2 separate regions of the Mus musculus genome follow, and region 2 is linked to region 1. The links are chromatin contacts, called in public HiChIP or PLAC-seq maps. All regions are on one chromosome and are shown on one strand. Each heading gives the region's core, a stretch centred on a gene start, on an enhancer-like site or on the middle of the called end of the contact. The rest is flanking DNA. Distances are from core to core; before and after follow the strand shown. Region 1 holds the start of Gpr37 (G protein-coupled receptor 37). Region 2 holds the start of Zfp800 (zinc finger protein 800).

Evidence for each region. HiChIP or PLAC-seq counts read pairs in DNA pulled down with a chosen protein or histone mark.
Region 2: an H3K4me3 HiChIP or PLAC-seq map of stem cell-derived neural progenitor cells shows a contact between it and region 1, with 8 times the contacts expected there. The contact joins the promoter of Zfp800 here to the promoter of Gpr37 in region 1. A contact is called at or near these places in 2 of 115 datasets of contacts at active chromatin or transcription factors (astrocytes and stem cell-derived neural progenitor cells).

The regions. Positions count from the first base shown.
Region 1 is chr6:25,685,534-25,693,204 of GRCm38.p6, reverse strand. It overlaps Gpr37 (G protein-coupled receptor 37), which reads left to right and starts at 3,225. Exons shown (of 2, transcript NM_010338.2): 1 at 3,225-5,092. The coding sequence starts at 4,109.
Region 2 is chr6:28,258,431-28,266,101 of GRCm38.p6, reverse strand. It overlaps Zfp800 (zinc finger protein 800), which reads left to right and starts at 4,178. Exons shown (of 6, transcript NM_001081678.2): 1 at 4,178-4,622; 2 at 5,266-5,384. The coding sequence starts at 5,324.

The DNA.
Region 1 (7,671 bases), core at 1,976-4,475:
TTTAATATGTCTCATTTCAGGACACCAAACAGTAAATGGAGTGTAATGAATTTTGGCCTAGTCGGTAAAAGAGGCCCCTTGGTATTGCAAACTTTATATGCCCCAGTACAGGGGAATGCCAGGGCCAAGAAGTGGGAGTGGGTGGGTAGGGGAGCAGGGCGGGGGGAGGGTATAGGGAACTTTCAGGCTAGCATTTGAAATGTGAATAAAGAAAATATCTAATAAAAAAATTTTAGATTTTTTTAAAACAAGAAATACTGAGACATGTAATAATTTACATGTACTCCTTAATTTTAATAAAAATCAATGGTATGTAATAAAGAGCTCCTGATATGCTGACATAGAAGATAGCTGTGACCACACCAGTCCTTCATGCACACATAAATGACCTCAGACTTAATTCAGACACTGAGCAGCTAACTTCTTGATATTTATTTCTAAAGTAGAAACTACAGAAATAGATGAGCTGTGACTATTCCTATTTTTAAAATTATAGCAACAGCTGAGAGAAGCTTTGGGAAAGCATTTGAAAGGCATTTGTTTTACTTCTTTTTAAATGTATTCTAAACTTTCTTAGAAAATAAACTCATTAATTCAGATTTTTATTTATCATAGGCATTACCCACTAAGGCTTATATATTCTTAATGGTGCTTAAAATTTGCTAAGAATTACAAATAGTTGGACTAGTAATGACATTGAATATTTACATTTTATATAGTTCTTTCTCATTCATTTAATCAACATATTAAGTCATGTGAGCGGATCTGAAAGCAGCCTTTTGTATCCTTGTATTTCAGAAGAAAAATTATATTTTTCTGAAAGCTAAATAACTGATATTCTGCCTGGCTCAAAGAGTTCCTGTGTGTGTGTGTGTGTGTTTCATGGTCACTGTGAAACTTAAGGAGTTAGGGCATGCTATCCATCCAAACAGGAAGGCATCATTATTCAGGTGGAGGAGGGGATACTTAGGAAAATGAAGGCAGCATTCAGATACACATAGGCAGCCCTTCAGTGTTTTCACAATCTACATAAGCATAAGCTGTCTACTTGGGAGCTGTGTTCTGCCACCTTAAAGATGCCAACTGGGGCTTCTAAGAAGGACTTAAAGGGATTTTTCCCCTATAGTTCAGCCTCTTTTCCTTGCTGAGTACCATTAAAATTAGTGGCTCATTTAAGTGATCCAGAGTAGGAAGAGTAGAAAATTGTTTACATATATAGCCCAGTCTTTAAGGTACTTTGAAAGAGAAAACAGCATCACAGACTTTATTTTGGTGTCTTGTTTTTCTGTTCCATAGTTAACCTAGCTCTTGTTTTGGATTTTTTTTAAGAAAGAAAATAATTAATTAAAATTATTATATATAATTAAGTACATATAATATATAAATATATAATATATAACTACATAATACAATTATATATGATAACAAAATTTGATTACAATAGAAGATTCTTCACATAACATTTCCATTCACCAACTTTTGAATAGACTACTAATCCAAATAGCATGTGTCCTTTCTATCCATATATCGACACAGCTCAAATGGCAGTGCAGTATAATGAACCCACTGTTTATTTTTACATTTGTGCTTTCAGGATCTGTCTGGTTGACATGACATACATACAACTAGTTTGTACTGTTTACATACACCAGAGTGGGAATTTTTATTCCTAACTTTGATGTCCTTTACATTATTTCCATGTGATTCTGGTTGCTCTTGCTCTTAGAAATAAGTTCAAAGATTCCTTGTAAGACACAAGGGCTTCACAAGGGTTATTCTTGATCTTATGTTTTGAACGCACAGGATATAAATCTGCAGTATTTTGAGGTATTGACAAATACCGTTGCAAATGGGATTTTCTTCTCTTTTCATTTTTTCTACTTTAAAAGAAGAGTAATTTTATCTGTTTCCATTTTCAGTCATCCAACAAGCTGGTGCTGAACACTACCTCCCTGTGACATGTCATTTGACACTTAACCTTTGGTGAAATCCCGTATTTTAATTTTTGTCTAACTTTTTCCAAAATAGTTTTTTGTTTTTTTTGACCCTTGTCAGTTTTGTTGTTATGTCTGGTGTCTGTGCATCTGCCCATTTGAACCTCAACACAAGAAAAAAAATTATAAAGATTTTCATAGTCTACTACCCTCTCATCTCTCTCTACCTTTTTCTTCTTGGGTCCCTTGTGTGTGCACAAATTTATAACCCGTGACACTCTTTTCATCTCCAGATATTTAAGTAAGTCTCACTGTAGAGTTCCTTTTGCTATGTAAACACATATTCACAAATGACAGTGCTTAGGACGTAGATAGTTTGAGGCTCTTTACTGCAATTGTATTTTTACTGTATTTTCTATTGTGCCCTTAGATAATTCTTCTGTTGTTGCCTTTGTCTCTATCTCACATGTTTATTTCTTCCCCTTTTAAAAATTTGGTCCGATATTTGTCTGTTTTCTCAGCTATACCAAGATTGCTACACGGGGTTGTGTGTATATAAAAATTGGAAAGGCATGGGCATCGTGATGGGAGTTCGGTCCTCCTCAGTTCTCAGTTCTGAACATATCAAGGTTGCTGCGTTCCTCCTGCTCCCTGTGATCAGCTCTAACTCCACCTCCTGGTAGGATGCTTTCAAAGTCAATGTTAAAGGTAACGGGACACCTGGATCCTTCTTACCTTACAATCTACTCTCTTACCGAGTGAATGAAACCAATGAAGTCTGTTTCTTTTCTGACTCTGCTCTGGGGAATCTAAGACTGTGAATGTGTCACTATTCCCTGGGGAGTCTGAAGCCTGAGCATGCGCACCAGTTGCTACCAATTGTTGCAGATCTCAAGAGGCTTGCCCTTTCTACCTTCTCCTCCAGGGATCCCCGCCTGCACCGGGGGTCCTGAGATCCAACCCCCTCCTTAGTGGTGACAGATTAGGTCGGGTTGGTTGGACTATCTAGGGCAATAACCCATGGAGTTCACGTCCTCCTTGCCTTTAGCCGTGCAGATTCGGCGCCTCCGCCCTTGTTCCCGGGTCGCTCCTAGCTTCCTATTGAAAGCTACTGCGAACGCCTTGAATGAAACGTGTGTGGGTTTAGTGTGTGGTAAAACCACCAGGGGATCCCGTCTCTCCACAAACCAGATGCTCTGCTAGAAGGAGGACGAGAGGGAGGCGACCTGGAGTGAAGCCCGCGCAGTGGCTGAGCCGCTGGGAGAGGCCGGGCCACCTCCCCTGTCCACCATGCACCGCTCCGCCCGCCAGCAGCGGTTCCAGGCACCACGCTCTCCACCCGGGTTGCGATGGTGGTGGCAGTGACAAGCTCCTGCAGCCCACAGCACTGTGCACAAAACAGCAGCGCCCTCTCCTCCCTCTCGCTCCACTCCACGCCTTCTCAGCCCGTGCACTAGGCGCAGCCGCTGGCGCCATCCACTTGTCAACTTTGAACTGAAGGAGCAGCAACTTTGACAGTGGCCGCGGGTTTCGAATCTGGCTTCTCCTTGGCAACAGTCCCTTTGAAAGTCGTCGGAGTTAAACGAAGCAAGAGTTTCCTCTGTGCTCCGGTGGTGCCTTGTTTGCAAGGGTCCCCACCCCCCACCCCCCCGCCAGCCGAGAGTGGGATTGTGACAGCCAGTCCCCTAGTGGAGCGGACTTGTTTTTCTTTTTCTCTAGAGACCTCTACTAGCGACTGGATAAAGCAGTATGGAAAGGATGTAAATAGCAGAGCAACTGTTACCAAGAAGACAGCCACCACCCAAAGGCTGGGAGGAGCGCGGGGCTTCCTCCAGGCTGCGCCCAGTCGCAACATTAGGGAACAATCAGGTGGTGTTCGCAACTTTTCAAGGTCAGCCTCTTGGATCTGTTATTTCCCTGGGAACCTTCGGGTGCACCGAGCTTGGATTAGATTTGGCTGGGAAATGCTCAGAACATGAAACGTGGAAGGATTGTAGGGATGTGTTGATGACACCGTCCTTCCCCAAGCGCCCTGTTCCCTCCCAGCAATCTTCTGCTCCCATCCTCTACCCAGCGGTGAGTATGTGACATGTGCCTAACTCTCTGCACCAAGTTTGGCAGCAGGTGTCGGTGCTAAGCTAGAGCCAGGCTAGTAGGTGCGCCCTCGCCGAGCCATGCCAGCCCGGGGCGCGCCTCTCTCGCGCACATCGCGGCTGCTGCTCCTTCTGCTGTTTAAGGTTTCTGTCTCTGCTGCCCTGAGCTTTGTCCCTGAGCCCAGGAATGGAACTTGTCTGGGGGAGAGCTGTTCCCCACTGATCCAACGCCGCAGCAGGGATGCCCGTGGACCTGGGAATTCGGCAAAAGACGCTCTGCGAGTCCATGTGCCCAGAGAGAAACTGGAAGCAGAGGTGAGAGGGGCGACCTCTTGGGACCTCCCACCACCCAGGGGCGGTGACACAGGTGTGATTGAAGAAGCGGCGGCTGCTGGGCCCTTGGGACCTCCAACCAAGCCACCAAGTGCCTGGAGATGGAAAAGTGCCCAGGGTAAAGAACCATCCGGGCATTTGAGGAGAAGGGACCCCACGGATCCCCAACTCTTCTTTCCGACATCGGAGGGGGGAGAGATGAGTTCCAAGCGCGATGGGATTCCCCAGAGCAGGCAGGAGCACAGTGTGAAAACGGAACCCAGAGATCTTTTTTACTGGCCACGAAGAACTGGACAACTCCAGGATTCCCAACACAGGCCTTCAGCAGTACACGAAGGAAGGACCCTTGCTCCTCCAGGCAGGGCACTACCGCAAAACGGGTCTGCAGATGACTGGGTTCCTGACCAAGGGGGTCCACGCCGTGGAAACACCACGCGGCGCGTGAGATTGAAGAACCCCTTCTACCCATTGACCCAAGAATCCTACGGAGCCTATGCGGTCATGTGCTTATCTGTGGTGATCTTTGGGACCGGCATTATTGGCAACTTGGCAGTGATGTGCATCGTGTGTCACAATTACTACATGAGGAGCATCTCCAATTCTCTCTTGGCCAACCTGGCTTTCTGGGACTTTCTCATCATCTTCTTCTGCCTCCCCCTGGTCATCTTCCATGAGTTGACTAAGAAGTGGCTTTTGGAAGATTTCTCCTGCAAGATCGTGCCCTATATCGAGGTAATGACCTCTAGCTACTGCCTTTTTCTGTTTCCGGAGAATAAGCACCTACCTGTGGGACTCTTTGCTTCTTTCTCTGAATCCCTTCTCTTTCCCCCAGTCACTTATGCAAGCACGTGTGTGTATGAAAGAAAGCAGCTTTGCTAAACCATCTTCAAACTCCATTGCTCCTAGCCTGGTGTGTGTGTGTGTGTGTGTGTGTGTGTGTGTGCGTGTGTGTGCGTGCGTGCGTGCGTGTGTGTGTGTGTGTGTGTGTGTGTGTGTGTGTGTGATAGTTCTATATGTACAGCTTTTCTCTGGATATGATATTTTTGACTTGGTATCCTGGGTTAAATAATGGCCAGCCCATGGTTGTCTTTATGGGAACGTAGTACTGGGGGTGGGGTGGGGGAGGGATCATTAATATTCATTTACTAAAGTTCTAGTATTTCATCGTGATTCCACCATGCCATCCCCAAGAGAGGCAATTGAGCTTTTTCTCATTTTTAACTACCAAAGCTGAGGTTATATTTTATGTATAAAAGAACATCAATTTTAGTTTTTGTAGTTGGCCTCATGATATATTAGGAACCTCCAAATTAGTTTAAATTGGTTAAGATATCTACCTTATTGTTTCCTCTACATTGTTAGGACTTCTTTGTGGATCCTTGTTAACTTTTAGAAACAGTTCAGTTTTCTGGATAAACTTAAACAAAAATAAGACTTAGTCCAGTCTCCTATAATCTAACATTTGTAGAGCATAGGACACAAATTTGCCACTGCTATGGCTGTGAAGAATAAACAATTTTAAAATGATTTATAGGTAACATAAGAACAATTCTGAAGTAAAAAAGGAGTTAGCTTCCAAACTTTGAGATGAAAATTGTTTGAACAAGACAAGGTTTTACTGCTTCATGCTAGAGCTACTGTACCCGTCGTTGCTCTAGCAGTAGGAATTTGCTCTGTAAATTGGCTTCTCTTTAAACACCAGCTCTTGGAACCCACCCAAGTGTTTGGCTGCCAGTTGTGGTTTTAGCCAGCTGGGCCTTGATTTTTCTCCATTCAGGCTGTCCATTTCATTTATAGAAACACAAGAAGGGAAACTGTAAATATTCCAGAGCCTCTGATCCTGTCTGGCACCAGGGCCAGTTGACACTGTGTTCAACATTGTCTCAGGCTTAAAATTCCAAGATAAGTAAACAGCAAACAGTGCCTACTGAGAAGGTCCAGAGGCAGAGAGTCAACAAGACCCTCTGTTATTCAGTTTGGGCTCAGATGTAGGACCATCCATGGCTACTAAATCAGCTGTTGCTACTTACCAGGATCCAGGGCCTCACTGTTGCCAAGCACGGAGAGACTCTGAAATGCTGCCATTTACTGGGGAGAGGACATAGTTGGATAGTATAAGAGACTAGGTGTCATGTTACATTTATCTTTTCAAAGGCAATGTTAAGTTTTCTGTGATTTTTTGTTGTAATAATGCAGAAGACTTGTGCCAGAAGGAGATTTAGAAAGTAAAGTGTAAAGTTCAAACAGGATTGGTAACCCACAAGCAGGAATTGTGTTGGCTTGCCTCACTGGGAACTACAGATTGGGGCAGGGGTTGCATTATACATTAGGTGGGAAGGCAATGAAAGAAGGTAGGGAAAAGGACCAGAGAAAGAAACAAATGGCCAAAGCAATTGATGGAGACCACAAGTAAAAAGAATTGTATCAAACGTAAGAAAGACTATTAAAACTTAGGTTAGTTTAATGAGACCTATCTTTTCTAAGTAATAGAAATGCATTTAAATTTCTTTTTAACTCTGAAGTGTTTATTTTGCTGTTAGTTTTGTGAAACCAGATGGAATGTAATGGAAGCTGGCCTCACACTCACTGTGTAGCTGAGGTTGACCTTGAACTCCCAATCCTCCTGCCTCCACTTCTAGAGTACGATAATTATAGTTTCTGTGTGTCCACTGTATCAGCCTGGGAGTTTACAAACTTATAATAACACTTTATATATATTTTGAAGTCAGTTTTTTTTCATAAAGACTTTTGTTAAAAACATTTTTTTCTTGTTAGTAAAACTCTGTCTTTTACTCTCTGTAGTTTTGCTTAGCTTTCTACAATTTTTATAACCTTTTCTGTTCTCCATCATTGAGATTTGATTTTACTTTTTCCTAGAGAAGAAAAAGCTTGCTTGAAAATATTAATTTAAAAACATGACTAGTCTTACACATTTTTGTATTTTTATACAGTACTTTTAGTTAAAATATATATGACAACCTATCACCGCATTTTCTTCCTCTGAATAAATTTTATAATACTTTAGCATGTTTTATAAAAATAATTATTGAACCATGATGTCAACTTCCTAATTTCCAATTTCTAAGAACAAGAGGAATAGTCCAACTCTCAAAAACACTGTTTCTGCTTTTCCAAGTCTCAGACCCTGAGATGGACCTTTTGTGTATATGGTTTGGGGTTGGGGAGGGGGTGAATATTGTTGGGCCATGATCAGGTTCAACCCTTGTTTGACATTGAAGAGTAAGTAGGTAGAGGAAGAATTTGAACTGTTTATGAAGTTGCCTCAGAGACCTCATTTGATGCTTGGGAAG
Region 2 (7,671 bases), core at 2,929-5,428, 2.6 Mb before region 1:
TGCTTGTGGGAATTTAACATAGTGTGCTGGACTTTTGACCTGTTTTGACTAAAGGCAGGCGGTGGAAATGATGTAACTTGGAGGTCCTACTGCTCTCACTAGACTGGCTTGGCATGCTGCTACTGCGCGAGGAACTCCAAGCTACTCCTGTAAGGATGAAAGGCTATACTGAGGGGATTCCAGTCATTACACAGCACTAGCTGCCAGCTATGTGATGCATTCGGTCAAGCTTCCAGATGAGCAGCAACTTGGTGACTCAGACAAGACTAACCCAAATTACTGATCTACAAATTGAGAGCATCTACAATGGCTTGACGCTCCAGTGGTGGCTTGGTATGCAATAATTATAGGTGTGAAATATATGTTAGTCTCTAACACTGACAATAAGAAAGAGTAACTTTAAATCATAAAATAAAATTTGGGCTTCTCAATAGGATGTTCTTTTAGACTTCTAAAAAAGAATACCAGCTTGAGCCAGTGAAATTCTATCTCAGAAAAGGTAAGGCTGTAACTATTGGCCAGACCATTCATCGCCATGACCAAATATCTGATATAACTCCAAACTGTAGAAGGCCTGTGGCTCATGGTTTCAGAGGTCCCAGTTCACACATCTTGGCTTGGTTGGCTCTGGGACCCAAAGTGAATCGGAACAACACAGTAGCAAAATAATATGACAGAACTGTTCATTTCATGGTAGCTAGGAAGAACAAAAGAAGAAAGGGACCCGAGATCAGATATAACCTTCAGTGTCTTGTCCCCAGTGATCTTCTTCCAGACAGGCCTTGAATGCCAAATTTCCATACCTTCCAAAATAGTGTCACCAGCTTGGAAAAAAAGAGTTCAACATATGGTCCTGTCGGGTATATTTTACAGTCAAACCTCAACAAACATTAACCTGTTGCCTAGGTTACCTGAAATGGTTTGGGAACATTGTTTATAAAAATAGGGTGATAATTCCAGATATCCAAATTTTCTTTAAGTTCTGGAGCACCATAACATTTCAGTTCTTGTGATTTAGCAACTCCATTTTGACTTTGTGTTCAGACACGCTAGTTTTGTTTTGCTGAGACAGCGTCTCTCTCATGTAGCTCAGGCTGACATCAAATTGCTATGTAGACAAGAATGGCCTTGAACTCCTGAATTCCTCCTTCTACCTTTGCCTCCTGACATCGCCATGCTCACTGTATACACAGTATCTTGACACAACACACCATTCATAGCTGGCAGGATTTACTGGTTCATCTTTTACATCCTATGTCATTGTTCCCCAACAGATATGGTGAGGGCCAACACAGAAGTGTCAATTCAGCCTTAATGGCTAAATTCATGAGTTTCTTAGTTACAATGCTTCAGATGTTGGCTCATCTTTCACCTGCAAATTCAATTTTTTACTTCAGTTTCACCACCTATACAATGGAAGAGAGAAACGTCATTGTGTAGCTGATGGGACTGAAATTAAAACACTTTTTAAGGACTAAAGGCATCTTAGGTATTAGTACTGTCATTATAGTATGAAGCTACCTAGGTCTGGAAAGCAGTTATTACTAGTCACTTGATATTTCTCTGTTTTCTTGGGTATAAAGTAAGGCTTACTAGATAATTTTCATGGTTTATTTTCATCTTTAAAACTCTTACGACTCAGTGTTTAGTATGTGTTCTACTCATATCTCAATTTTGTCTGTGCTTTTCACATTGTTTACAGTTTAATGTTAGCAACTGAGGCCCTTCTGGTAAGGATCCCTTATTTATAACGCTGCACTTACAAAGCAATTCTATTTACTTAAAACTTTTATATGCATATGAGTGTTTTGCTCTCAAGTTTGTAAGTGCACCACTTGTCCCTGGTGCCACTGGGAATCTGAAGGGGGGTTGGAGGCTCATGAATTGGAGTTGCAGCAGTGAGCTGCCATGTGGGTGCTGGGAACCAAACCCAGATCCCCTGCAAGAGCATTAAGTGCTCTTAACTATTGAGCCATATCTCCACCCTCCATAAAACAAGTTTTAACACTAACACCTGGTAAGAAAACATTTAAATTCTTACAAATAATACTTCCCTGGCTTATAAAATTTTAGTATTTTTAATACATGTATTACACTCATTGTGTCAAATTAAGGTAAATATCCTTTGAAACAAAAATGCTTTACTTAAAAATTTACCACCCAGCTATCACCAATGTTGATCATTTTCTCTCCTTTCAGTTTCTCACTGCAGTTTTGAGTGATTTGTATTTTTGTATCATATTTTTTGTGCATCATTATTTTATACCATTTCAGATAATATAGTCATTTTTTAAAGAGTGGAATTTTAATTTTATTTACAGAACACTTAAAGATAAATTATAGATTAATAAAAACTCTTTTTATTAAAATCACATATGCTTCATTCAGACAAAAGCACATATAATTCCAAGTACAGCATCTCTCACATTTCAAAAATATATCTTTTTGGTTTAAGCATATTCCACATAGTTAATATTACACATGATAGTTTTGTTGGTTGGATAGGTTAAAGGTCCATGTTGTATGTCTTCTTCAATTGCTCAATTTACTTTTTGAGACAGGGGCTCTCACTGAGCCTGGACCTAATCCGTTTGGTTGTGCCAGCTGGCTGGCAAGCCTCAGGGATTCTTCTCTCTTGGTCTCCCTAGCACTGGAATTGCAGGTGAACGTTCACCTCCAACGTTTTTGTACCATGTGTTCTGGGATCACACTCAGGTTTTCTTGACCAGACTTAACTGACAATGTCATCTTTCCAACCCCCAAATATGATTTCTATTGGCTGCATAATACCACCACATAGAAGTGGCCATTTATAGCATATTGACCTATAATCTGCATTTGCTTCATGTGGGTAGTGATTCTTGACAATGGAACAGAAAATGAGATCATAATATAATATCCTATGTAGCTGCAGAACATTTATTCTATTCTGCTCCAACCGTACAAGACGTATGCAAGTATTCCATTCAACAGTCCTATAGTAACAACTGCATTTGCTTACAAACTTCCTTTGGAATTTTGAAAATTGATTTTGGTGATTTTTCTCTTCACAAACACAGAGCCTAGTGTGGTGTCAGCCTGTAACCCCAGCTTTGAAAAAGAAAGTGCATAGTGGCAGGAGGAGAATCCTGATTTCAGGGTCATCCTGGGCTACTCAGCTAGTTCCAGGCAAGCCTGAGCTACACAGCAAGACCATCTCAAAACAACAAAAAACAAAAAACCCAAAATACAAACACATAGTGCCTTCCTTCCTAAACTTTTCTTTTTTCAGAAGCTCCAAAACTGGAACTTGAAAACTGGAAGTTAGTTAATTGTGGTTTTCATTCATCCTGAGAAGATAAAAAAGGTCAAATGGGAGCTCTCACAAAACCCTGACCAATAGCTGACACCTATTCGAGTGAAGTTAGCAAGGGCAAGAATTCCATCTCAGAGTTGGGAAGAAGGTGGCGGCAGCAGCTACTGGATATGAAAAGCAGCTCAAGGTTTGTAGATTTGACAGAAGATGGCCATCTTCGATCTGATCTTCGGGGATTTTCCAAGCAGGATGCTGGTGCCCAAGAGGGAAAGTGCGTGTTAGCCATGTGACCCAACTTCACTTCCAGGTTTGCACCCTCAGAACGTTGCCAATCGCGTTCTTTCCCAGAGCCCGACTTAGACTCTCCTGTCCCAAGTTCCAGGAGGTACACTTGGACAACAGCTGGCGAGCCAGCACCTGACAGCTCTCCCGATCCAGTCCACTTCGGGCTCCCAGTCCCTCCTTTTCTCCTCCGCTTCCCCAACTCTGCCTGGGTCGGATCCGCCGAAGCGCAGCAGCGCGAGCAACAGTTTGGTGCCCGAGCGAGCGGCGCGTGCCCGGGGAGGGGAAGACGCGCCCGCGGTTCTGGTTCTCACACCTCCGGGCGCACGCAGCCTCCGGCCGTCGCTCCGCAGCCGCCGGCGGGAGGACGCACGGGCGCGCGCCGGCGAGGCCCGCCAGCTACCCGGCCGCCCTCGGCGCCCGCCAACCCCGCAGTCTACCCTCCTCCGCCCGAGGCCGGCCCCGCGCGTCGCCTCCCCACCGGGGCTGCCCGCCCAGCGCATGCGCGCCGCGCTGCCGGGCGTGCCGGCCACACTCCCCCCACCCACTCCGTGAGCTTGTCACTTCCTGCCCTCGCCCCATCTCCGTCCGGGGTCAGTCAGTCGCTCCCTGTCGCAGCCGGAGACTTCTCTGCTTCCCCCTTCCTACCCTCTCTGCACGGCGGTCGCTCGGGCTGTCCGGGGAAGGGGCGGCCACGAGAGAACGGGACTGACTTCCATAAAGTTTCCCGAAGCATCTGCTACCCGCAAGGCCCCAGGTGGGGGACCCGCGCGGCTCCCCGCCCCTCTCCAAAGCCCGGGGGACCGTTGCAGGTGGAGCGGCGCGGCGCTGAGGGGAGCCGGGCTCGGCGCGGCCGTTGCCCTGGCGAGGGGCGCCTCAGTCCTGCCTGCTCCGGTTCCAGCTCCTTCGGCTGCTGCGCCCGGCGGTTCGTCCTGTCAACTGCCTGCGCCCGCGCGCCGCCAGCTCGCCGGCCCGGAGCGCGGAGGGCTGCCGTGAGCCGCCGCCACCGCCACAGCCGCCACCGCAGCCGCGGCCCGAGGACGTGGTGAGCTGTGGCGCTTCCGCGTCGGCGCCGCCGGGGACTCTTTGGGAGCGCGCCGGGGCCGAAGCCCGCTCGGCTTCACGCGCTGCGCCGGGGCTGCGCCAGGTGGGGCCCTCGGCCGCGTCGTGCGCCCGGCTGGTGCCGCGGCCCGCCCGCCCGCTGGCCGGCCGGCCGCTCCGGGAGTTGAGTAAGTTGGGCGCACTTGGCGGCGCGGACCGGACCCGACCTGCGCCGGGGAGACCCCCCGACGCACGTGCGTGGCCGGAGGGCGCGCGAGCCGCTCCTCAGCCGCGCAGGGGCCCCGTCGCGTCCCGCGTCCCGCGCCCGGCTCTCCGCGCGCCCGCCCGCTCGCTCGCTCGCTCGTCCGCCCAGCACGGCGAGGCCGCAGCCGCCTGCGCAGCCCGCCAGGCCTTCGCCGTGCGCTGCGCTGCCCTGCGCGCCGGACGCTGCGTTTCCGGGTAGGGCGGTGAACCTGTGCGGGGACGTGGGGCCGGAGGCCGGGCGAGCGGCGGTTTCTTTTCCGAGCGGAAGGTGCGGGCCCGGGGTGAGGGCAGAGAGCGCATGGTGGGATGGTCTGTGGAAATTGCAGCCACAGCCTCCATAGAAGTTCAGGGATAGTGATGGGTTTGTGCTTCTCTGTCCACAGCCAAGCCGCAATGAAGAGCTTCTCACAGTGAAAGGAAAATAGGTCGCACCCGTTAAAAATGCCTTTGAGGGACAAATACTGTCAAACGGACCACCATCATCACGGATGCTGCGAACCAGGTAAGTCCGTTTTTTTCTCCCCAGTGTCTTTGCTCTCCTTCACCAGAGCTACTCGGCTTTCTGCGTTGTCTCTAAGAAGTCTTTCCTAAGTAACTCGGTTTCTCCTGCGTAAAACTACTCGCGTAATGCCAAAAGCCTGTACAAACTGGAGATCTCCATTGCTTGAGCCCCCAGAGAAAGTGCCACAAGTGTCACCGTCAATCATTTCCACAAGGTCGGGCAGCTCCTTTCCCTTCTTTTTCAAGGCAGCTTCGTTATTGGTTCACTCCATGCTCTGAATGTTTAAAATGGAAGAAGAAGGTAAAGATGAGATAGGTGATTACTACCATTCAGCTTCTTGAAAATTTCTTATTGTTAAAATAACTTTCCCTTGAAGTGTTTTAATCCATAGTATAAAGTTTACCACTCCCACAAACAAACAAACAAACAAAGCCAAAAGTTTAATTTGGGTCAAGAAGGTTGATTGAACCTGTAGGGACAAGTGGACTTTTTGAATTTAAAAAACATCTTAAATGTTTCGGATAGAATTTATTGTATTGTATTGCTTAGAATATATAGAGTATTTAAGGTATTTTATTATGTTGAGCAGATTCTGTTTAATTTATGATATTAAAACTTTTTTGAGTCTCATAAAGAATTTATTAGTGAGTTTTAATTTAACAGGCATTGTAAACTGTTGAGGGCCTTATCTTAAAAGGACTCACAGTGTCAACTACGAATAAAGGTCTTTCTATTCTAATTCAAAGACATGCGTTTATCAGTTTTTACTTTTAAGTTACCAGGGTTGGTAACTTCCCCCGCCTACTTTGGATTGCTTTTAATTGAAATATTTTAATTATGCTCATGTATTTAGATTTTTTTAGCAGAGTATTTGAAGCTACTTTTTTTGAGTAAGAGAAACGTGGTAACAGTAAAGGGGACACACTCCTTTGCGTTACAGGACATTACCACTGGACTTCAGCCTGTGTCTGTTGTGTTTGCTTGGATCAGTTCTAACCTAGTAAAACAGGTACCTCTAGGAGGGGACCTCATTTTCATTCATCTTCTGACCCATCTAACTTAAGCACCCTTTATACCTTACCTTTTATATATTTGAAGTGAAGATGTATTTCTTGGTTTTTACTAGTTTGCTTATTCATTTTTTTTTTAACAAATCATTATTGAGCATGTCTTAGATACTAGGTCTTGCCCAAGGCACTAGCAATATAGATGGTGAAAAAGAGTTTTCCTCATATGTGTATGTGTATGTATATATAGTTTTTGAGTGGGAAGAGATAGATTTAAACAAATAATGTAATTTGTGAACATGATTTACGGTACATGTTGGTAATTAAGTATTTAAGAGAAAGGTGCTTTCTGGATTTTAATTTTTAAATGTGGATTAAATTTTTTTATTCCCCATTAACAAGAAATCTTTAAGTATCATTAATTAAAAATTAAAAGTTGCTGCTTATTAAAATGTGCTTTTTTTTTTTTTTTAAAAGAATGAAATGCTTTGGAATGTTGATTTCAATGGAAAGCTGGGCTCTTGATGACTTTTAGGTTAGGCGGCTGTCATCACTGCAGGAAAGGTGTGTGCTGAGTTGAGGGCATTTCCAGGTCTGGAGGAAGTGTGGTATGATAGTCATGAAGCTGTCCTCAGATGCACGCAGGAGGATGCTGTGCTTGAGAAACTATCTAATGGGCTTTCATGAGAGGTATCCATCATTTGGATTATAGACAGAGGGTGAGGCCTGAGATGAGACCATTCTGTCTCCATGGAATTGGTCAATTTATACTGAGGGGTGTTATTAGAAGTCTTATCAGTATGTGCATAGTCTTAATTTAACAGATTGTTTAAAATAGAAGTTTTCAGAAATTCAAAAACCAAGGATGTGATGTAACCATCATGCAGAGCCATCATTTATCATTCCATGGAAATCTGTTTTCCATTATTTTCTCCTTTCCCCAACATTTCCCTGGTCTGCTCTCTAACTTCTCCTCCAACTTCTCTTTTTTAGTAAGCAAATCCTAGACATCATGGTTAGAAAGATCTTTAAGGAACTTGTTTTAAGGCAGGAGAGACTTTTGCAAAAATAGATAAGTGCTCCTGGAAGAGAGTAGGTTGTTCTGAGGGTCTGAGTGTTTCTAGTTGGGGAGATAATTGTTTAAAACGTTTTGTAACCTGGGTGGATCTGGGCTGTGTGAGAGGACAGTTTAGCAAGTTACAGATATGTGTGTATGTATATATAAGTGTGTGTGTATACAAGCACATTTCAAATGAAAAAGTGTATTTTAATAATGGGAG